Regions from separate parts of the Mus musculus genome. Here region 2 is linked to region 1. Evidence: chromatin contacts called from public promoter capture Hi-C data. All regions are on one chromosome and are shown on one strand. The core of a region is the stretch at or near the end of the contact, and the rest is flanking DNA. Distances in the headings are between cores, read along the strand shown.

Region 1 (5,404 bases), core at 1,461-3,960:
CTTAGAATCACAAGCCTCCCAGTGAGTTTAATATGTCCGATATTAATCAGGGAAAGAGCAGGTTGTAGAAAGTGTGGCCTCGATGTCTGATCTCTAGCCTGATAAGAGTCATTGGCTCAAAAATGAATTTAGGTCTAATGACTGGACAGTGTCATTCGGTGAACCATGGGTAGGGTACAAGATGTAAATCTCTCTTTTATTTGGCAGATGTAATTGTCATCTTGGAGACTTACTGCTGACTATGCTCACCTTTCCTAGTTCTTTCTGAACTCTTGCTGCCTGATCCAAGTCAGTTCTGGCTCAAACTCCTCTCCAAACTGACTGATTCAATCTGGCTTCTCTCAGCTTCTCCCTGATTTGTTCTGCTTGGCCTCAAACTGACTCTGGCAGTTTGCTCTAATCTTCTGGCTTCTTCTCATTCTCAGCTACAGTAATCAAATAAATACGTTGAATTTCACTATTAAGCAGACTTGGTGGTATATATGACAAGGCACTCAAGAGGCTGAAGAAGAATACCAGCTGAGACCAACCTGGGCGACATAGTAAGATCGCATCCCCTCAGGAAAGGGAAGAATTTGTGTACCAGTTTATCTACTTTTTAAGTGAGATTACAACATATAAATTAAAAAAAAAATTTTTTAGAGTATTAAACTTCTGTTTATGTATCAGCATTTTGCAAAGCATATTCCATGGAACATTCCTCCACCCTATTAATATTTCTAGACATAAAAGGGTTCTTTTGATTTTGTTGAGAGATATTTTTCCTAATCCAAGAATACATGACTTGCCCAAATAACACAGATAACCGGTCAGTATAGCCAGGACTAGAAATCATATCCATCCCTGTCTGGTCCTCTGGACACTTGGGGAAGGGCAAGCATGAATAGACTGTCAGCAATATTCCTATTTTTCACTAAAATAACTGAAAAATAGTGACCTGCTGATTGCTAACGCCAAGATTTAGCCCCACCCCCAAAGCCTCTGTAGGAGCTCTGACACTTTAACTTCCCACATCTGCTCTCTGGGACACCAGGGCTTCTCAACCAAGCAACAAAGCAGCTCCTGCCCTTTTGCCAGGAGGGCCACCTCTGTGCCTTCCAAGGCTCCTTCTCTTCTGGCTCCTCCTGGATAGGCTGCCTTCCACTGTTACCACTCTTAAACACACGTTTCCAGCCGGACATTCTGCCTACAATCCTAATACAACTGAAACCAAGTTCGTTTCTTTCCCCACTCCCAATCCGGGTCTCTTCTAGGGTTCTCTATTTTGTCAAATGTGTCATCTATGTTTCAAAAGCATCAAGTAAATTTGGAATCAATTTCCCCCTTTCTCTTTGATCCTCACATGCCTTTAATCCCCAAGTCTTCAAGTCTCACAAATATCTCCCCAAATCATATCCTTTGCACTTGAATTTCCTAGTTGAATTTATGATAACTTCTGGCCTGAACCAACAGAGCCACCCTACACACCGTGCTGAGTCAATACTTTTTAAACAGATCTAAGGATGTCCCTCTCTTACCCTAACACATTCCATGGCTCCAATAAAGGTATGTCTCATTTGCTCACATCTAACAGATTCTCCAAGATATTTGTTGAAGCGAAATGAGAGAGGACACATTCCAAAGGGAAAAACTTAGGCAGCAGGATCTACCCCCACCAGCCTGACAACTTTGCTTTTAGCAAACAAGTTGATCAAACAGCTACCTACTTCCTGTCCTGTCCGGCTTGGTGGGGAAAAAACTAACATAAACCCTCCTTGGTGAACCATGAGCCGCTTCTCTTTGCTGTGGGCTGTATATATTAACTTTTAGCTTTAGAATAATTTTAGATTTACAATAAGTTGCAAAGATTTAGACCTCTATGCCCGTCACTTAAATTCCTCTAAAGTTAGCATCAGGGTACATTTATCAAAAATTGAGACAAAGACACCAGCGCAGGTTAAACTAAACCACACACTTCCGTAGATTTCCTGTTTTTCTCGAGGGCTTTTGTTCGTTCCTTTTTGTTTCAAGATATTGAAACCAGGATATTGCATAGCATTTAGTGCGTTACAGCTTTATGGCTCAAAACTAATAGTTAAATAATAGCAAGAAAAGACAGAAACAGAGTTTTTGAAATCGGTATTCTTCGGTGTCAGACCATTAATGGCTGGCTCTATGTGGGGAAAGGAGCCCTATTGCTAGTCTGACCACCACCTGCAGTTTCCACTCCTGGGCAGCTCGGCTCCATACCCTCCCCACCGCGGGTTCCCGGTGTCCTGGCCTGACGCTGGCACTCTGCGCATCCGTCCCAAGGATCGAACCTTCCGCTGCGCAGCCCGCGCGCCCCTTCAGAGGCTCACCCCACTCCGCCACGCGTCCTCGGGCCACGTGACTGCACGACCACCGCAGGGGACCCGAAAGGATCGCCAGGTCCGGGTGGGCCAGCGGCGCTTCAGCTCTCCTGAGCCCAGTATCCGTGCCTCCGTGCAACCGGATGTTAGCTGCCCTCCTCCAACTTCAGCTCCAAAGCCGGATGGACAAACCGACGGGCAAATAAAAGTCTGAGATTTAGAACAGACTGGGGCAAGGTGAGCGTCAATACATGGAAAATTATGAGTCCCAACCTTGGGACTTCAGGAACCCCCTAAGAGAAAAGTGTGCCGGAGCTGGGGTTCCCGGAGAGGTAGATCTCGGAACACCGGCTTTCGGCATTAGAAAGCCCGGTTAGGAACCCTGAAGGCAGCCTGGGCCAGAGGGAGCGCTGAAGCACAGGCGGAGCGGGAGGCAATGCCTGGAGAGCGACCCCTGCTCCTTTCCTATCACAGGTGCTACCTCGCACTAACCCATCCGCCATACTGGATCAACTTCATGACCTTGTTGAAATGGTTGTGTTCTAATTCTCTGTGCCAATACCCTTAACCGAAGACTTTGTTATTTTCAAACACTTTCCCAGGCTTGAAGATTACTCTGGTAGAAATAGACATCAGATCCTTCTCTGGCACTAATGAACTTCGCAGACTAGAGCCAGTCTAGTCTGTATTGTCCTTAGTTACTTAGACATGAGGAAAATCCGACTTAGAACGGATTTTATCTTGGGAGTCTTTCTCATAAACTTCATGCAATCACCTAGCTACGTGATTCTATACCTGTGTTGAAACTAGTGCACTACTTCCAGGAGTGGCTGTGTGAATTCAAAGCTCATTAAAAAACATGTTTCAGACTGCCGGCATACTAATATATGTTATCACTCATGTGTTTGTGATAGTAAAAATCTGCAAACGTATGTCCACCGGAAAATTGATTAATTAAAACTAATATATCAGGACTCCTGGGCATGGGGGCGGGCGGGTAGGGGGATGGAGAAAAGAAGACACCTGGTGTGAACTGCAAGGTCCATTAACACGTGCACACATGTACTTACATTCGTCTATTCTACAAATACACCGCACACACAAGCAACTCTTTTAACAGATGTGAAGTGTGTCTTTTTTTGAAGTGCTGGTAATCACAGTGAGCTTGTGACGGTTTGTTTGAGAATGGCTCCTATAAGCTTATATTTTTCGAATGCTTAGTCTCTGGTTAGTGGAACTACTAGGTTTGGGACCGATTAGGAGGTGTGACTTTGGTGGAGGGGGTGTGTCACTGAAGGTGGACCAGTCTCTCTCTTCTGCTTGTGGGTCAGGTGTAAGCTCTTAGCTACTGTTCCAGAGCGGTGCTCCCCACGATGATGGCCGTGGACTCACCATCTGAAACTGTAAGCAAACTTCCCAATCAGATGCTTTCTTTTATAAGTTGCCTTGGTCACGGTGTTTTTTCACAGCAGTAGAACAGTGAGTGACTAAGCCAGGTTTTGTACATCTAAACATTTGCCATCACTGAGCCACACCCCGAGACTACATTTAAGTCTCCAAATCTTTTTTTTTGTTTTTTGTTTTTTTTGTTGTTGTTGTTGTTTTCAAGACAGGGTTTCTCTGTGTAGCCCTGGCTGTCCTGGAACTCACTCTGTAAACCAGGCTGGCCTCAAACTCAGAAATCCGCCTGCCTCTGCCTCCCAAGTGCTGGGATTAAAGGTGTGCGCCACCACTGCCCGGCAAAGTCACCAAATCTTAAATCAGATTTTTTTTTTCTTCTTCTGTGACAGGGTTTCTTTATCCTGGCTGTCCTGGGACTTGCTTTGTAAACCAGTCTGGCCTCAAATTGAGAGGCCCATCTGCCTCTGCCTCCCTAGTGCTAGGATTAATGGCATGTGCCACTAATGCTGGGCTATTAAATCTGAATTTTAAGATGGTAAAAATTTATCTAAAATATAATTGAGAGGTTTGTATTTTCTGAGATGATACAATCCTCTCATAAATTAAAATACAGAGTATGTGTGTGCCCATGGAGGCCAGGGGACAACCTTGGAGACTATTCCTCAGGCACCTCACATCTTATTTTTAAGACATAAAATATTTAAAAAAATAAGACACCTTATTTTTAAGACTTCAGCCTGGAATGCATGAAGTAAGTAGGCTAGGCTAGCCCCAGAGCTAGAGAGCCACCTGTTTCCACCTCTTCAGCACTCAGTTAATAAGCAAGTGCCTGCCACCAAACCTATCTTTTTAAAAAGGTGGGTTCTGGGAATGGAAGTCTTGTCTTTGCAAACACTTTACTGATAGCCATTTTCTCAGTCCTATTACTATTTTTATAAAAAGTGTATATACACACATTTTATAGGCACCAAATCTCTGCAATATACCAGAAGCCAGTAACATTGTTTCCTAGAGGGAGGAGGGAGGTGATCTGAGTAAAGAGGTGGGCTAGAAGGCTAGTCTAACATTTATACCAAATTCTGTATACAGAACAAGTATCCAGGGTAGCTCCAGGGACAGATCTGACTAGGAGTGGCAAGGGAATGAAGACAGACAGACGGACGATAGACAGACAAGCGGGCTATGAGGTGGATTGGGCCCTGTGATGGAGAAACCTCAGCACCCTGTAGCTCCCCGTGTTGGGAGCTACTGCACACAGCTGAACTGTGCGGAGTTAGCACAGACAAGAAAGGAGGCAGTGGGTATGATAGGCAACTGGATCAAGGAGACAGATTGACCTAATCTCAGACCAGCCTCTATGCCATAAATACCCAGGGGAGAAAGTTATGGGGACATTTCTGCATGGTCAACATCCACATACACCACAGGAAGGCTTGCCATCCCTCTGAGCCTCAGCGGTGGGGTGGGATGAAGGCTCTCCTAGGGGTCTGAGGCTATGGGGTCCAGAGCGTGGCTCTGCCCATGGCTGGTACCCATGTACTCAGACTCCACTCACTGGGCTCTTCCTCGGCTCCCCACAGCCGCTAGTCCAAAGGGAAAACCCGTAGTGTGTGGTGTCAGCCGTCTTTCTTGACTTCTCTTACTCCTGCAGCCGCGGGCTGAACCCAGAGCTA
Region 2 (6,104 bases), core at 1,140-3,639, 3.4 Mb before region 1:
GTATACAGAATTAATAGATGATCCCCTCTATAGGAGAGGCAGCTCGGAGAAGGGAATTCCAACCTGCCTGCTATTTATTAAGCTCTCCCCAGTGTGCTCCCATTGTGATAATTAAGTCTGCAGACCACAAGGAAGCTAGGCTCACTGAACTTTCACCAGCCTGTCTATATCGTTTTGCCTTCTTATGGCTATACCGAGTTAAAATTTTATAATGCATAAACATGAAGTGATGGCGTCAAGGAAATGCCATGGTGCTCCTCCAGTCCTGCTTAGCTTTACTGAATCCAAGATTTAAAGCTCACGGAAAACAAGGGCGAAATTCTCTCATCCTCCAAAGCACCGTTTGCTAGAGTTCGGTAACAGTACTAATTAATTACTGAGTTGTTTTGTTTTTAACACGGTGCTATTGCCATGACTAAGGTATTTTCGTATGTTCAGAATGAGATTCTTTGCTATTAGGAAAATAGGGGGAAATCTTTGAAGTATAGATTTGAATGTAAACATCAGCTTTGTTACATGGTAGCCGTTCTGCTGCTTAAACAATCTAATTTCCTAGTCTGTTCATTGGGGATAATGTTCCCATGATGAAAAACTTCCCTAAAATATGAATGACATACTTCTGACAGTAATTTTTCAGTAGACAAATAGTCCTATTTCCTATTAGTTAAAACAAACCTCAAAAAATGGAAATAACATATCTAGTTAAGCCTCTCAACAAAATATTCTGATTTTGTTATTAAAAACCATAAGCTTTGGATTGTAGCTATTTTAGTATTTCTTTACAAAATTAGGACACAAACAATAGGTGCCTACCTTCCAAACTTTCTTGTTCATCAGAAGTATATGCATCCATCTGACTTTGTTCCCGCAAGAAACGAATAACTGCATAAACTAGGGGCTTCACAGATGACATTTTAGACGCTTAAATATCTCCTTGATTAAAAAAGAAGAAGAAAATAACAAGGGTCATCCACCAAGTTCAAAGCAATAAAAGCAAAAATATTCATTACCTTGATTACTTTTCTCTCTTTAAAGGGTCCAGAAAGCACAAGTGGTTATAGTCATGTATTCCACATGCTCATTCAGACCCAGCACTATTCAACTATGTTAAAGCTTGCATCAGTAAAAAAATAAAAATAACAAAGACAGATTTTCAAAACATGTGTAGCAACGCCTAGAGCTCACCGTGTCTTAACAGCATATATGATACAGATACAAGAAAGTATAGGAGTGCAGACATATGGAGAATCACCCTTGAAAGGCCTCGCTTCTAAGTTGAGGGAGATCTCGTACTGCTGACTCAGAATGTGAGCCATAGTGAGAGCATCTTCCTTTATTCCAAGAGATTTTTTTTAATGTATTAATCATTTATACTCTACTACTTTTGTAGGTTAAGAGTCACTTGCTGACGACAAGGCTCTGTGGAAAGGTTATTCAACCATTGAGTGTTATTGTTAAAACCCGGCGTTTCTATTTAATCAGTACACTGGTCAGAAATCACCGTCTAACCCGATAGATAGTACAAACCGATCTGCCCCTGCCTGCAGTAGCTGTGCTCTCGTGGACAAGCTGGAAGCTCCTGGCCGCGTTCATTCACATGGAATACTATGCATCCAAACAGTGGCGCAGGGCCAGGTGGCATTAATGGCTTATTTCCACTAAATCGTATCAGCAATCTGCTCCCCGGGATCCCTAATTCACAGCCAGGGTGTGGTACCCGCTTCTAGGATGTTTATTAGCTTTGTACTTCTTTTAAAGGCGAATCTACTCCCTAGGCCAGAGAGGTTATTTCACTCTCTGACTAAGGACCCGGGGCAGAAGAGGGAAACAGAATGGGGGTGGGGAGAGCTGTCCAACCTCCTCCAAGCTTCCCCTCCTACATCTCCAATCACATCCACCTCCCACCCCCATGGTTCCCTCCCCGTTGTACCCCGGCTTTGCCTCAGCCCAGACAGTGTTTGCAGGGGGTGCGCGGTGCAGGCCTCCATCTGGGGCTGCGGGAGACGCACCCTTTCCAGAGAGAAGCCCCTTACCACGAGAGGACACGAGATGACGGCTGCGGGCCCGGGGGCGTCGGGAAGCGGGTCCGCCTGTCCCCGCGGTCCTCGGGGCTTGAGCGGTGTTCTGGATCGCAGAGGGGGCCACGGCTCCCAAACTTCCCCCGCTCCAATGCTGCCGCCGCCGCCGCCCCCTCAGCCCACCCGGCTGCTCGCAAGGCTCTCGGACGACAGTGCTTGCTGGATCCGCCCCAGGGGCGGAGCAGGGCACGGAGGGGTGGGGTGGAGGCGGGGCAGAGAGAGGGGCGGGGCGATGGACTCGGGGCGGGGACGGAGCCGGATGCGGGGCGGGGCTAGGGGCGGGGCCACGGCGTAGGCGTGGGCCTGCAGCACGTGGGAGGGCGCTGGCTAGCGGCCTCAGTCTCGAGATCTGGTCTGCTCCGCTCTGCCCGCTCTCGGCTTCCGGGCTCGCAGACTCCACCGCCCGCCTCCTGCACCTACCAAGCCGGAGGACCACGCGCCAGCTGCTGCCGGCCTCCCGGCCTGCCCATGATCACCCTGTGCCTTTCGGCTCTGCGAGGCCTCCACAGGTACTCTAGTGGGCGGGTTAACCTTGACCGTGGGCAAGGGTGGGGTCGTCTGTCGACGACAGCCGTGGGGCCTGGTGCAGCCCTACTACACCCACCCAGGATGCCTCTGGGACTGTTCTTTCCCTCTGCCTGCTTGATGGACTCTGTAGGGACACCTGGTGCAGCAACCTGGGGCCACCTTTCCCTTGCCGCTTCCCCCAGGAGGCCGTCCTTTCCCCTTTGTTTGGGATTGCTTCAGCCGCAGTCTGTGAGAATTGTTGGGTTCACAGACCCAACCCAAAATAAATACGGAAGGATAGACCGACGCGCCCTTCAGACCTGCGGACCTGATACAGAGAGTGCCGCAGCTGTGGACTCCAGAAAGCAAGCATTTTCGTACGCACCTCATGCACTTGTTAGCGGTCCAGGCGTTTAATATACACCCGAGACCGCTTTGGTTTTCATACTTATTTCCGTCCTTGCTTTCTAACTTCATTTTTATATCCCTCCTTCCTTAAAACATTCGATCTCTTAACCTGGCAAATTGACTTGGTCCAGAATTGTTGCTTGGACACGGTTTGAATTGCTTCCTAGCGCTCTAACCACACCCCTCTGCAACAGACCAGTAGCAAAATGGTGAGAGAATTAAATTCTTTGCACGGATATGCCGGGTTTTCGGGAACAAAGCCGCCACCACCTCCCATTGCCAAATCTGCCTTACACTGAAATTTCATGTGAAAGTTCAACGGGGAAAAAAGAACTTTGTGGGGTTTGTAGATGTGCACACAACTATTTCAACCATCAGCATTTCTGCTTTTCGTCATTTTCTATTGTGCTTTGCCACTCATCTGCGTGGATCACTGTGTTCCTTAGCCCTTGTGCACCCAGGGGACAATAGTGATTCTTCAGAGTTCACCTGATGACTGTGACCATTATTTGAGCAAGGTTTGTTGTTTTCTGGTCTCCAGGCTGGAAGTGGTAAAGCTGTCAAATGAAGTTCTTTTTTCCATTTAATGGAAAGCAAGAAGAGAGAATAAATTTCCATTATAACGCTGCTAGCTCTCTTTTCTAACTTTTTAATATTAAGACCCCTTTACCTTTAAAAATTGCTGAAAACCTAGGAACATTAATTTTGTTGTTGTCGATTATATCTACCGATAGTTAACCATATACAATTAAAACTGGGACATTCGGGCTGGAGAGATGGCTCAGTGGGTAAGAGCACCCGACTGCTCTTCCGAAGGTCCAGAGTTCAAATCCCAGCAACCACATGGTGGCTCACAACCATCCTTAACGAGATCTGACTCCCTCTTCTGGAGTGTCTGAGGACAGCTACAGTGTACTTACATATAATAATAAATAAATAAATCTTTAAAAAAAAAACTGGGACATTCATAAAGATTAATGTTTATCAAGTAGTAATAAATATATGCGTATTTTTCCATTTATCTTGTCAGTGGATGCTGGAGTGACTTAATACAAAATGGCTTGATTACTACACATACCTGTACATTTAAGCTGTTTCTCCATTTTATTTTGATTTAAGAAGGAAAACCTTACTTCACATTCATATATAGGTAGAAAGAGAAGAATTTTTTTAAGCTTTATTTATTTTATTTATATGAGTATACTGTAGCTGTCTTCAGACACACCAGAAGAGGGCATCAGATCCCGCTACAGATGGTTGTGAACCATCATGTGGTTGCTGGGAATTGAACTCAGGACCTCTGGAAGAGCAGTGAGTGCTCTTAACCACTGAGCCATCTCTCCAGCCCAAGAGAAGAATATTTTAATAGCTTTCTAAAGTAACCATGGTCAGTGCTTGGTTTTTTAAGGGTGAGCTGCAGAGTAGAGTTCGGGGCGTGTACCACTGACTCTACTTATGCTGCTATGCTAAGTTCACTTGGTGTATCTTTAAATTGGGAGGGTACTCTGCATAATTTTGAAACTCCAGTCACAGTTCATTTGGGAATAAGTGGCTGTGCTATGGAGTTTTTCTGATGTTGACCTATTTTATTACATACTGTCTAATGTTACATTCCTCAGGGTTACCATCCATTTTTATTAGAAGTCTTCAAGTGCTCACTGTAGTAGATCCTATTCTCCAACATTCTAGTTTTCATTGGAAGCCTGGAATTTTATTAGTGACTACATCCTTGTATTTTTCCTTGAAGTGACAGTCTCACTTGATTACTTCAATGGGGATAGCTTTGCTTGTTTGCTTGCTTGTTATTTTGTTTGTTTTGTTTTGTTTTTGAGACAGGGTCTTGCTCTATAAAGCCCAGGCTGGCCTTGAATTCACAGTCCTCATGTCTTAGCCTCCCAGTTGCTGCGATAACAAGTATGATCCACCTCACACACCTACTGGCATTCTAAACCCACAATTCTTGTTGTGCTGGAATTGAACCCATAGACTATAACTGGATGGACAAACAGAATAATTCTGATTTGTTTGTCATTAAAAATAGTATTATAATCAAGTATAGCAACACACTCCTGTAATCTCAGCGTTGAAGACATGGACAATAGGATCAAGAGTTGAAGGCCAGCTCAGCGTATGTGGTAAGACCCAGTATCAAACAAATTTGTTAATTTCTTAAAAAAAAAAAGGTATTCAATGAAAAGAAAGGGAGGAGAAAAGGTGTTTTTTGGCTCACAGTTCATTCACTTTGACAGATGCTGTGATTTGTGCAGTCAGTTCCACTGGAACACCATTGTTCAGAGGTGTATGTGTCTGGCCGTACGTCCACAGTGAAGAGTTGAGGCTTAATAAACAGTAGTTAGTGCAAGAGTATCCTAAAATACAACTGAGATTCTTTTTAGCAGGAGTGTGAGGCCTTGAATTTGTCTACCAATGTTAGTAATAGTTTTAAGTGCAAAGATGGCAACAGTTTTATACACCATTGGTTTCATTATCGCCACAAAGATCTATGAAGCAAAAATCGTATTATAAGCTTCAGTATTCTGGAACATTCTGCACCTCATGTTTTCCCTGACCTGGTCTCAGGGTCCACTCTACAAACCTGTGGCCTTATTGTTTGCCTTCCAAGTGTGGAAAACTGCTTATATACTCAGCATTGACTGACTCTTCATTCATGCATGCAAAGAAATAAATATATAAAAAGCCTCAAAATTGTTATCTTCTTAGAAGTTAGTAATATGCCAGGTATGGTGGTATGTGCCTGCTATCTCAGCATGTGATAGCTTGAGGGAGGAAGATTATGAGTTCCAGGCTATCCTGGGTCTCAGAGTAAAACCCGCCTCGAAGAAACGGGGGGGGGGGGGGGCGGCGCGTAGAAAGGAGTGGTTAGTATTAGTAATCTACTGTAAGTATATTAACTCGTATGTCACTTGAAGACGTAGATAATAGTCACTGTGGTGGTTTGAATGGGACTGGCCCCCATAGGCTCGTATTTGAATACTATTTGAGAAGGATTAGGAAGGGCTGCCTTGTTGGAATAGGTGTGGTCTGGTAGAAGGAAATGTATTGCTGGGGGTTGGCTTTGAGGTTTCAGAAGTCCATGCCAGTCAGCCTCTC

Evidence for each region. Promoter capture Hi-C pulls out the DNA fragments that hold promoters and counts their contacts.
Region 2: a contact with region 1 is called in a promoter capture Hi-C map of cranial neural crest. The contact joins the promoter of Nln here to the promoter of Ccdc125 in region 1.

Annotation. Positions count from the first base shown.
Region 1 is chr13:100,666,787-100,672,190 of GRCm38.p6, reverse strand. Ccdc125 (coiled-coil domain containing 125) reads right to left here and starts at 2,710. Exons shown (of 12, transcript NM_183115.5): 1 at 2,340-2,710.
Region 2 is chr13:104,105,899-104,112,002 of GRCm38.p6, reverse strand. Nln (neurolysin (metallopeptidase M3 family)) reads left to right here and starts at 2,389. Exons shown (of 13, transcript NM_029447.2): 1 at 2,389-2,587. The coding sequence starts at 2,547. It overlaps Sgtb (small glutamine-rich tetratricopeptide repeat (TPR)-containing, beta), which reads right to left and starts at 2,262. Exons shown (of 11, transcript NM_144838.2): 1 at 2,034-2,262; 2 at 814-933. The coding sequence starts at 913.